Regions from separate parts of the Mus musculus genome. Here region 2 is linked to region 1. Evidence: chromatin contacts called from public Hi-C data. All regions are on one chromosome and are shown on one strand. Each heading gives the region's core, a stretch centred on a gene start, on an enhancer-like site or on the middle of the called end of the contact. The rest is flanking DNA. Distances are from core to core; before and after follow the strand shown.

Region 1 (4,641 bases), core at 1,453-3,952:
GAACTTGCAGAGAACTAGGAAAGGTTTGCACTGTTTGGGATTAATTGAGAATAATTAACACTGGACACGGTTAATCACCACTTCGCAGCTCTCTTCCCTCCTTTCGGGCCTGTGGTGTCGGCCTCTTTTGCTCCGGCTGACGATGCGGGTGGGTTTGCTGGTGAAAGTGAAGACGTCGCAGTAGCTGTCACCCAGTTCTGCTGTACTTTAAAGCGCTCGCATATTGTTTGATTACTAATTCGAGTTAATATGATCTTTATGGCAACATAACAGTGGATAATTGGCCTTTTTTCTCAACAACAATGTAAATCACAATCGCTTTATTATTTAATAACGTCAAACGCTTCGTTGGATTGGCCCCGACCGAGAAGACCTTTTCTTTCTAGACAGTATTATGGGGGAAGGACAATGAAGATCTAATTGTGGAGGTTTCATAAGTTGGCTCCGGTAAATGAACAGCTTCGATATGGAAGTCCCAGCAGATGTGGGCACCGCTAGCTGTAGAAACTCCACCCCACCCCTCTACCCACCATCCAAACACACTGTTGGAGGCTTTCTGGGGTGGCTGTGGTCCACGGAGCCTAGCAACCACCTGAAGTTCCCAGTAGCAATTAGAGCTTGTATCAGGCTCTTTACATTGGGGATTTATCATTAAGGCATCCAGTCAGCTCACCAAATTAACACGACTTGCAAATAGCCACAACCCTTTGGGCGCCCTTACGGTGAATTTGGCTGTGGGACAGGGAGAGCAGGGGTCTGCGTTTTGTTTTGCTTTGTTTTGGTTGGTTGGTTGGTTTGGTCTTATTTTGTTCTGGTGTGATTTTAAAAAAAAAAAAAAAAAAAAACGGAATTAGTATTGCAGGGTCTTGGAATATACTTGTCTCAGACAGTTTGGCAAGGGACTTGAGCCATTATTTCTCAAATGCCTGGGAAAAGCTGAGAGTACCCAGAGACCCTCTCACAAGAAAGACCACTCATGGAAGGAAGGTGTCCCCGCTGCTAGAAAGATAGCCTCATCACCCTTGTCCCCAAAGGCCCAGTTCTAAAGGCATCCACCGCTGCTTCTGCTGTGGTCACAAGACCGCGGACGCTAGGGTCTTCTGAGTGGCAAGTCCCAGCCTTTGGAATTCGGGTCAGAGGAGAGAGACTCGCAGCCTGTGGAGGTTTTGTTTTTGTGTGTGCCCGCCTCTCCATTTTAGTCAACTAATACTGCCTGTCGGGGAAAAGGAACAATTCGCTCCCACCCACCCCTCCGCGCCTTTCTAAGATAAACAGGAGGTGCGAAACGCTTCTGAGCACACGCGCCCCGGGGCCCTCCTCCCACTCTGTGCGCCAACCGAGCATCTGTCCCCGCGTCCCCGAACCAGACCTGGGTGACAACTGCCGGTATTTCAAAACCGTCCCACTGACCGTCAACCATATTTACAATCCCCCACCCCCCAAATCGAGTCACTTCTCTGCCCACTCTCTCCTTTTCTGAGAACTTAAAAGAAGTGGAAAACGTTGAGGAATTGAGAGTGGACTTTCAAAAACGAATCTTTGCCCACCGAAACACGCACTCGCACTTTTTAAAAAGTAGTATTTCAGCACAAGGAGGACATTTGGAAACTTTCTCTTAACAGGAGTCGGGCACATTGCTATTCTTGTGTGTTGGTCGTCTGGCCTCCCCACCCGCGGCGGACAATACCCGCATTGAGACGCGGTGGCCTGCGGGCAGCGGGAAGCTTGGGACTGCGCAGCCTCCTCCAAGGGGCCCGCAGCTACGGGAGCACTAGGATGGGAGCCGGGGCGGGGAGGTCGGTCGCCGGAAGGACAGCCATTAGAAGTATCATTTTTGCCTAAAGCCTTATACTACGCCTCGCTTTGAGGACTTAGATACAGGGTTGTATAAAGACTTAGAGAGTAGGAAGACCGACTCAACTGAGGACGAGTTTCGCATTTTGTTTCATTTTAATTGTCACCCCACCCCCCCGCACGCACGATTTTATTTAGACACTGAATTTTGCACCCCAGGCGGTCCAACCCCACAGACTTCACTCCTAGGCACCTCGTCTTTTGTTAATATCTCAACCTCGGGCTCTGACGCTAAGCAGGCTTCCGCCTTGGTGCCAATTTTTGTCTCACCCGAGCCCTGGTACACTGCAATCTCGCGCTGGGAGTACGGCACCGCAGAGGGCGGGGGGAGCCCAGGTCAGAGACTCGGGAACATTCTTTTCTAAGCTCGATTGTTTTCTCCCTCAGAGCACACCAGCACCCAGGGCCTTTGCAGAAGAACCTCGAGGTCAGCAGAGGCCCTCGGAAGGGCGCCACAGTGGCTGAAGCTGGCGTCTTAGGGTTTAAAACGTGCACCCCGCCGAGTGTTGGGACCACGTGCTGCGCCTTCGAAAGGTGACGGCGGCCCCGCTGCAGTCCCGGGCGGCGGGAGATGGCGCAGGGAACGCCGCAGCCCCCGGTGGCGGCAGGGGCGGGTGCTGTGTGGCAGAACTGGCCTCGGCGCTGAGTGCAGAGAATTATCTGGAGCGTGCTTGATCTGGGGCTGCGTAGTCAGCGTAGTCAGCTTCTGCTTTATTTGTTTGTTTGTAATCTCATATTTAGCAAGCCAGGACGGTGGCAGCGAGGGAGAAAGGAAGGGATGGAGGAGGGGGCTTCGCGCTAACCACACCCCTTCCTAATGAGTTAATTTCCATATTTGCGTCTCCCGCTTCTAGCGCCCTCTCTTTCCGGGCGCCTCCGTGCAGTTGCGTCTTGCGCAGCTCAGACACTCTCCACTTAGGAATGAAACAAAAAAGCCCCGGGTAAGAGCAGAAAATTGGTCTATTGATAACATTCGCTCCGAGTGTTGATCTTGGCATTGCGGGCAGCCGGTTAGTCTCCACCCCACTCCCCAAATGGGTCACACAGGGATTGCAGAGGGCTTGCGGACTTACTAGCTGACTGCAGACAGACGTTGACGTCCCTCCCGCCTCCAACTGTCCGACCCTCGCATCGTCTTTTCTCACAACTTCACATTTTTTTGTCCCTCAGGGTAAAAACAGTGGAAACCTAGCCAACGCAGAAAAGGAGGGGAAATAATCTCAAACAAATGAATCAAAAGCGAAAGTTTCAAACTAGAGTCGGACTGGGGCAGGGGCGGGGGGAGATAAAGTTTTGTACTAGAAAAGGAGTGCTGGTCGAAGCTGGAAACAGGCTCTAGGGTGGACACCTGTGGGAATAGATTAAGGAAAGCTACGAACTGGTATTGCCATCCAACAAAAAGTTGTGGCAAAGACAGTGAAAGGAGTTTTGGAGACACAGGAACTCAAAGGCAAGCCACGAATCAGGACTTCTATCTCGGTTGTCTCTGCTTGGATGAAGGCTCTGTTCAAAAAAGTCCATGCAAGAAACAGACCTTCCCAGTTGCTCACCGCCCCTGTCCCTCCCCACCTTGGTGGCTTCAACTCCTCTCTGGCTGCAGTGTCTAAACAGCTCTCTGGTCAAAATAAACTGTCCCAAGAAACTTTCCAAACTGGGGAGCAACTTAGGCAGTTAGGCAGGGAGCTTTAATCAAGATTTGTAGCTCTGCGAGGGGCAGCGACAGCAAACATCCCGCAGGTGTACGCCGTAACTCCACCATCCGGACTCCAATGTAGATTACTCTGGCCGCGTTTGATCGGCTCTTTGAAAGCCTTTAACAATTGCCTGTGACGAACGACCGGGCTCAGTGTTTTCTGAATAATGCCTTGAGCGTAAGTCCTCGGGGTCTTTAAAGAGCTCCAGTTTGAGAGTGCTAGAGGGTGTGTGTGTGTGTGTGTGTGTGCTGTTTTCGGTTTTGCTTTGAAGGAGAAAGGGGGGGAACTAGTTCGGTTTAGCTTGTACCTCGTCAACTTTTAGCTGCTAACAGGTATCACTCAAGTCAGTCAAACGCTTGATCCCTGTCACCTTTGCTTGCTGTCTTCCAGAAGCTGTGTATGGCATATTGTCTGTGTCAAGAACATTGCTTTTCCTTTTAATAATGCATTGTGTATATGTGTATGTACATATTGTATTGTGTTGTGTTAATGAAATGACACAGTTACTAATTTTCTGTCTTGTCAGTTACAACTGCACTTCCTGCTCTGTTGAGGTAGTTAGAACAAACACTATTATTATTACCACTTTAATACTGTCCTAGTATCTTCGCTGCTCTTTCTAAACTGTATCTATTCAGTAAGAGTTGGATTCGAACGTCAACGTTTTCCAAAGTAAAACCCGTAGTTTGCCACAACCCCTTCCAACACCTAGGCACCAAAACCCAACACCAAATTTTTTTTTAAAAGGAGCTGCTTCCAAACCTGTCTTGTTTGCCTACCGTGTTTACATAAGGGGAGGGAGGCAAACTTTTGTCTGAAACTTACACTAAGCAGAACTTCCATTTCTTAGAGTGTCAACAGTTGCAGGGCTTATCACACCAGTGTGAGGGGCACACATCTGAATTGAAGGCCCACTCCTGCCACTTCAGAGCACGAAGGGCTACCTGTGAATGACTGTTAAGTTTGCCTACTGGAAAAGTTTTTTTCTGTACTAAATCACACTGAAAGATGGGCAACGCCACTGTTTATTATCCAATTCTGGACAAGATCAGACCCCCAGTACCTAGGGGCTCCTAGCTCTGGCCAGCAGGGG
Region 2 (4,641 bases), core at 719-3,218, 130 kb after region 1:
AGCTCAGGGCTTTGAACATGCTAGGCAAATGTGTGCTGCTTCCCCAGCCCAGAATGACAGTGTATTTGTTATGACAATGATTGAATATTTATACAATTCCACATGGATTATTTCCTGTGATAAATCCCCAGGAGTGTAATGACCTGGGTGAAAATAGATGGTTGTTTTATGGTGCTTAATAGATTTTGCCGTTTTGCTTTCCAAAGGCTATCACAATGAACCCGACATCGGCAATGAGTGTGTGTCATTTAAAACGATGATTTGAGATGGATTATTCACCAACCATATGTGAAGGCATGTTCCAGGTCACCAGCCTGCCAGCACCTTCCCTGATGACCCATTCATTCATGAGGATGTGACAGGGGATGAGCTCGTGGAGGGCGGCAAGTGGCTCTGCCAGATCCTAGAGCAGTGGTGGGCGGGCTGCAGCGCAGAGGATGTTCACTGTCTGTCTGACTGCGTAGAGCTGGCTAGACATGCGTATACTCTGGAGATCACACAGAAAACTAGTGAATAGTGCTTTATTTGAAAAAAAAAATCATGACAACATATCTAGGACTTTTTCTTCTGTCTTGCATTAGTTTTCAGAAGCTTAATGTTTGTGTCAGTAGAGGTCTTGGTTTTTTGGGGGTGGGGTGGGACAGTGCTATCAGATAGACAATGTTTTGAAAGTAAGACTAGACCTTAAATAGATATGAATATGCACAGGTCCAGGCTGTGATGACAAACCCCTTCATCTATGCACATGTTAGCTCTAAGCTTTCAAAGCTCGTTCCTGTGTCCTTATACAGCTGATGACCACCCAAGAAAAGCCGGACAGCTTTCGTCATCCCACTGATGGGTGGCTGGGGTACCAGGAGATGTACCTAAGATATCACCAGTTCTAGGTGGGCACTCTGTCTGACTCTTGGCTCCAGGCTCTTTTCACAGGTATAGTTTTTAGGACCATTCATATATCTGTCCTCTTGCCTCAGCCTCAGGTGCTGGAGTTACAGTTGTGAGCCAACACATAGGCCCTGGGTGCTTGATCTTTTTTTTTTTGGTGATGCACACAAAGGCCTCATATAATAGACAAATTATCCACCTCTGCGTCCCCAGCCTAGCTCCCTGATCTCCAACTGCAGCCCCAGGCCCACTATACTTAAAAATAAACATTTTAAACCATATTTGCATGTTTAGAATGTTTCCTCCTTTAAAAAAAGGGTTTCTTTAAGATAGCATTACCACCGTAGTGGGGTGTACCATGGACTTTCCTCAATGCTCTCTTTTCACATAGTGTAGAACACAAATTAACCTTTTCCTCAGTATAAAAGAAGCATATCTTCACCAAGCAGCATTTAGAAATATAGAAAATTAAATGTAAACAATGTCAGACTGCATCTCTCCTCGGACATCGCGAAGACGTTAATTAGCTGTCTTCAGACTCCAACCAGCATATTCTCTCTCTCTCTCTCTCTCTCTCTCTCTCTCTCTCTCTCTCTCTCTCTCTCTCTCTCTCTCCTGCCTCCCGCTCTCTCTTTGCACTGGGGGTTAAGACCAGAGCCTTGCTCATGCTAGACCAAGCCAACCGTGCCAGCCTCTCCTCCCTTCCCCTCCTTTCCCCTTCATCTCACCTTTTCTTTCTCAAGCCTAGCTTCCTACAACTCTCACAGGGCTTCACCTCCTCAAATCCGCCCGCCGGGTTTGTATACTCTATTTGCTCATCTCATACTTATTTGTTCACTTGGGAAGTAAATACAAAGGGAGCCGTACTGTACAGCCCTGACTGTGCAGTGACCGACAGAGCATCTTAAACCAACACAGACACTGTGACTTGTACTGATTCAAGTAATTATTTTTGTCTGTAGCATTCCACATTGTCTCTGCAACTAAAACTTCCTGATCCTTTGGCGTGGGAGAGCAGGCAGCCCAGATGTTTGTTGGCCCTGTCTCTGGATCCCCCGGCGCCACGCCCTTCCCTTTGCCTCCACCAATAGGAAGCAGCCTGGAGACCCTGAAGCAGCTGAAGTGCTCGGAATTGGACTTAGTATCAGGTTTCTGGTCTCTGTGTCGTTTTCACATGCACCGGTTTATAGAGAGGTGGAACAGGTCAAGGAAAGTGTGCTGCTGTTAATCTGCCTGGCGGAGACCACACCTGAACCAAAAAGCTTGGAGATAGAGCAAGATGGAACTTGAGCGCTGTTCGTAACTTAAACAGCAAGCACGGATTGGGGCTCAGTGGGAGAATTTGCTCCGCAGATGCAGGATTCTAAGTTTAAGCCCCACCATGAAGGGTAAACCAACCAGCCAGCCTCACCGGGAAACGTCGCACAGAGATGTTTTTAAAGACATACAAAGCTCAGCCTGCGCAGTTCAGTTTATTTAACATAGCTGATGTTTCTTGAGAGTCAACTAAATGTAGTTCTCTATGCATCAGGGTGCGTGCTATTCCCAGAGAGCATCTTGCAGCCTGAAATGTAGCTTAACCCTAGCTGGACATTGGATGGATTGCATTGCCATTCAGATCTAGGACAGAGCCATTCTTGTCCCAGAGTGCACACGGCAAGGCTTGCTGGGCACCGTGAGCCTCTGTCCTGGTCTCTCCCTGACCCTTGGTGGTGCAGGATAACATGGTTAAGATCTTAAGATTTTGTGCCTGCTGGTGCATGGTAGGAATTCAGTGAAATTTGTATCTGGTCTTAGAAACTGTTGCTAGATGAAAATTATAACCAAATCTGGAAGCAACCCTCAGATGATTTTTGAGAGTCACACAAATTAATTATATTTAGACACCCTCAGCTACTCAGGCCACCAATTTCTTCTCATTTCAATTGAATTTACTGAACATTTTCAGCCTTTCTTCTGCGTGCTGAGCATTGTGGTTACCAAAGCAAATGGGATTGGGGTGGTTTCGGTGCTGAGGGGTTCTCCGCAGAGTAAAATCCACCACACTCCTCCCCCTTCCTCCTTGCGTCCCACTCCCACACAGCAGAGTCCTGTCCAGCTCTTCTTTACATGAAATCTGGGTGGGTTTCCTTATTTGGTTGTGTGCAGACGCTTTCTAGCCTTTCCATCCCCGTTTCTGGTTCTTAGACCAATAAATCCTTCCAGAGCGCCCCTCCTCTAGTCTGGATCTAAAGGCAGATTCCAGTGTTACCTCCAAGGTGAGTCAGGCTTGCTGTGTGCTTAGCTTTTCGGAGGAAGAAGCAGTCCAGACTGAGAGGTTGGGGATGGAGATGGCTGTGCCTTTAGACGTCAGCCCCCAGGCGTTTGGAACCAAGGAGTTGTCACAGAAGATGCCCACTGTCATCAGCACCGTGGCCTGACTGGGGTTTGCTGTTCAAAGATTTAATTGAAAACTTGGCTCGCATTTCCCAGTTTTGACCCAAAGATGAGACTCTGCATTTTGAGGCACAATTGAAACTGAGCCATTTGCCTGGAGAACAGGGCCATTTCAGGTTCCTTTGACTAGCGGCACATGAAGGGTCTGCTAACCGCATAATTAGCTTGCCATTACCGAGAACTCATCTTCAGAGACCATGAGATGTGGTTTGTAATAATGCTGGTGGTTCTGTACAGCAACCTACACCCCAGAGGCCCACATTGGAGGACAAAGACCTAATTTCCAATGATGGAGCTATGGGGAATTAGCCTAACTGGGGGACAAAGCTTGGCTAAATTCATTTTCTTTGTATTTTGCTTAGACTCCAACCCTTGGACTATGTTCAGGAAAAATATCTTTCCTAGAGGACTTAGAAACTCCTTAAAGCTCTCAGCCGGCTCGGCCCATGGGCTGCCTCCATCCGTGCTGAGCAGGAGAGCCCAATGGGTTGTGCATGCTTTATACTGTTTGTTGATGTTTTCTCCAGCATGGATTACTGTAAACCAGGATTCCACAGGGACTGAACTGCTCTTTTAAACAGGCTAAAAGGAAATAAAACTGTATTAGAAATGCTTTCTGGGATACTAGGTGTTTTACTTTATGCATCTCGGGTCTCATTTATAGGTCTGGCTTAGAAATGAACTTACTGTGTAGACCAGGCTGGTTTTGAACTCACTCAGCTCTGCCTGCCTCTGCTTCCAGAATGCTGGTATCCAACACACGTACCACAATGTGACCTGACCTTGAACCTTTGAGGATCCTCCTGAGTCAACCTCTTGAGGACCGGAAGATTATAAGCCAGAAGTTTGGTCTTAAAATTTCTGTAACAAGATCCTTGGAGTAAGAAATGTGACGCCAGAAAAGGAAGAGGCTGATAACACAAAAGGAAGTTAAAAGGAGAAAGAGAGAAATGAGAGATAGGGAAGAAGAGCAGATTACAGGTTATATGTGTGTGAGTATGAGTGTGTGTGTGTGTGTGTGTGTGTGTGTGTGTGTGAGAGAGAGAGAGAGAGAGAGAGAGAGAGACAGCCTTTTGAAACTTCATAGTGAAAAGCCAGAGGATGATCTTCGGGGCTTTTGAACAGTAACTGTGGTCCACGGTAAGAGGCTCCACCAAACACCCAGAACAAAGCAGGGCTTCAAAGAGCATTGTTGCCTGAAACCTTTGCGGCAACTCATCTTGAAGTTCGTCAAGGATGACAAACATCAAGTCTGTCCTTTTAGAAACATGAGTGCTGAGGTCTTTGGGAGTTCCGTGTTTCTCAGGATCACTCTGTAGC

Evidence for each region. A called contact is a pair of places that touch in the nucleus more often than the background predicts.
Region 2: a Hi-C map of nephron progenitors shows a contact between it and region 1, with 3 times the contacts expected there. The contact joins two enhancer-like sites. A contact is called at or near these places in 4 of 484 Hi-C or Micro-C datasets (cranial neural crest, nephron progenitors and uterus) and 9 of 115 datasets of contacts at active chromatin or transcription factors (craniofacial prominence, embryonic midbrain, embryonic stem cells and 2 more).

What each region holds. Positions count from the first base shown.
Region 1 is chr3:34,661,724-34,666,364 of GRCm38.p6, forward strand. The region is part of intron 4 of Sox2ot (SOX2 overlapping transcript (non-protein coding)); the gene reads left to right. Among named protein-coding and RNA genes, the nearest start is that of Sox2, 14 kb to the left of the region's middle. Within about 2 kb of position 2,703, at least 82 of the 459 cell types and tissues checked have an H3K27ac peak or open chromatin away from gene starts, as enhancers often do.
Region 2 is chr3:34,793,728-34,798,368 of GRCm38.p6, forward strand. No RefSeq gene overlaps it. Among named protein-coding and RNA genes, the nearest start is that of Gm38509, 24 kb to the left of the region's middle. Within about 2 kb of position 1,969, at least 24 of the 459 cell types and tissues checked have an H3K27ac peak or open chromatin away from gene starts, as enhancers often do.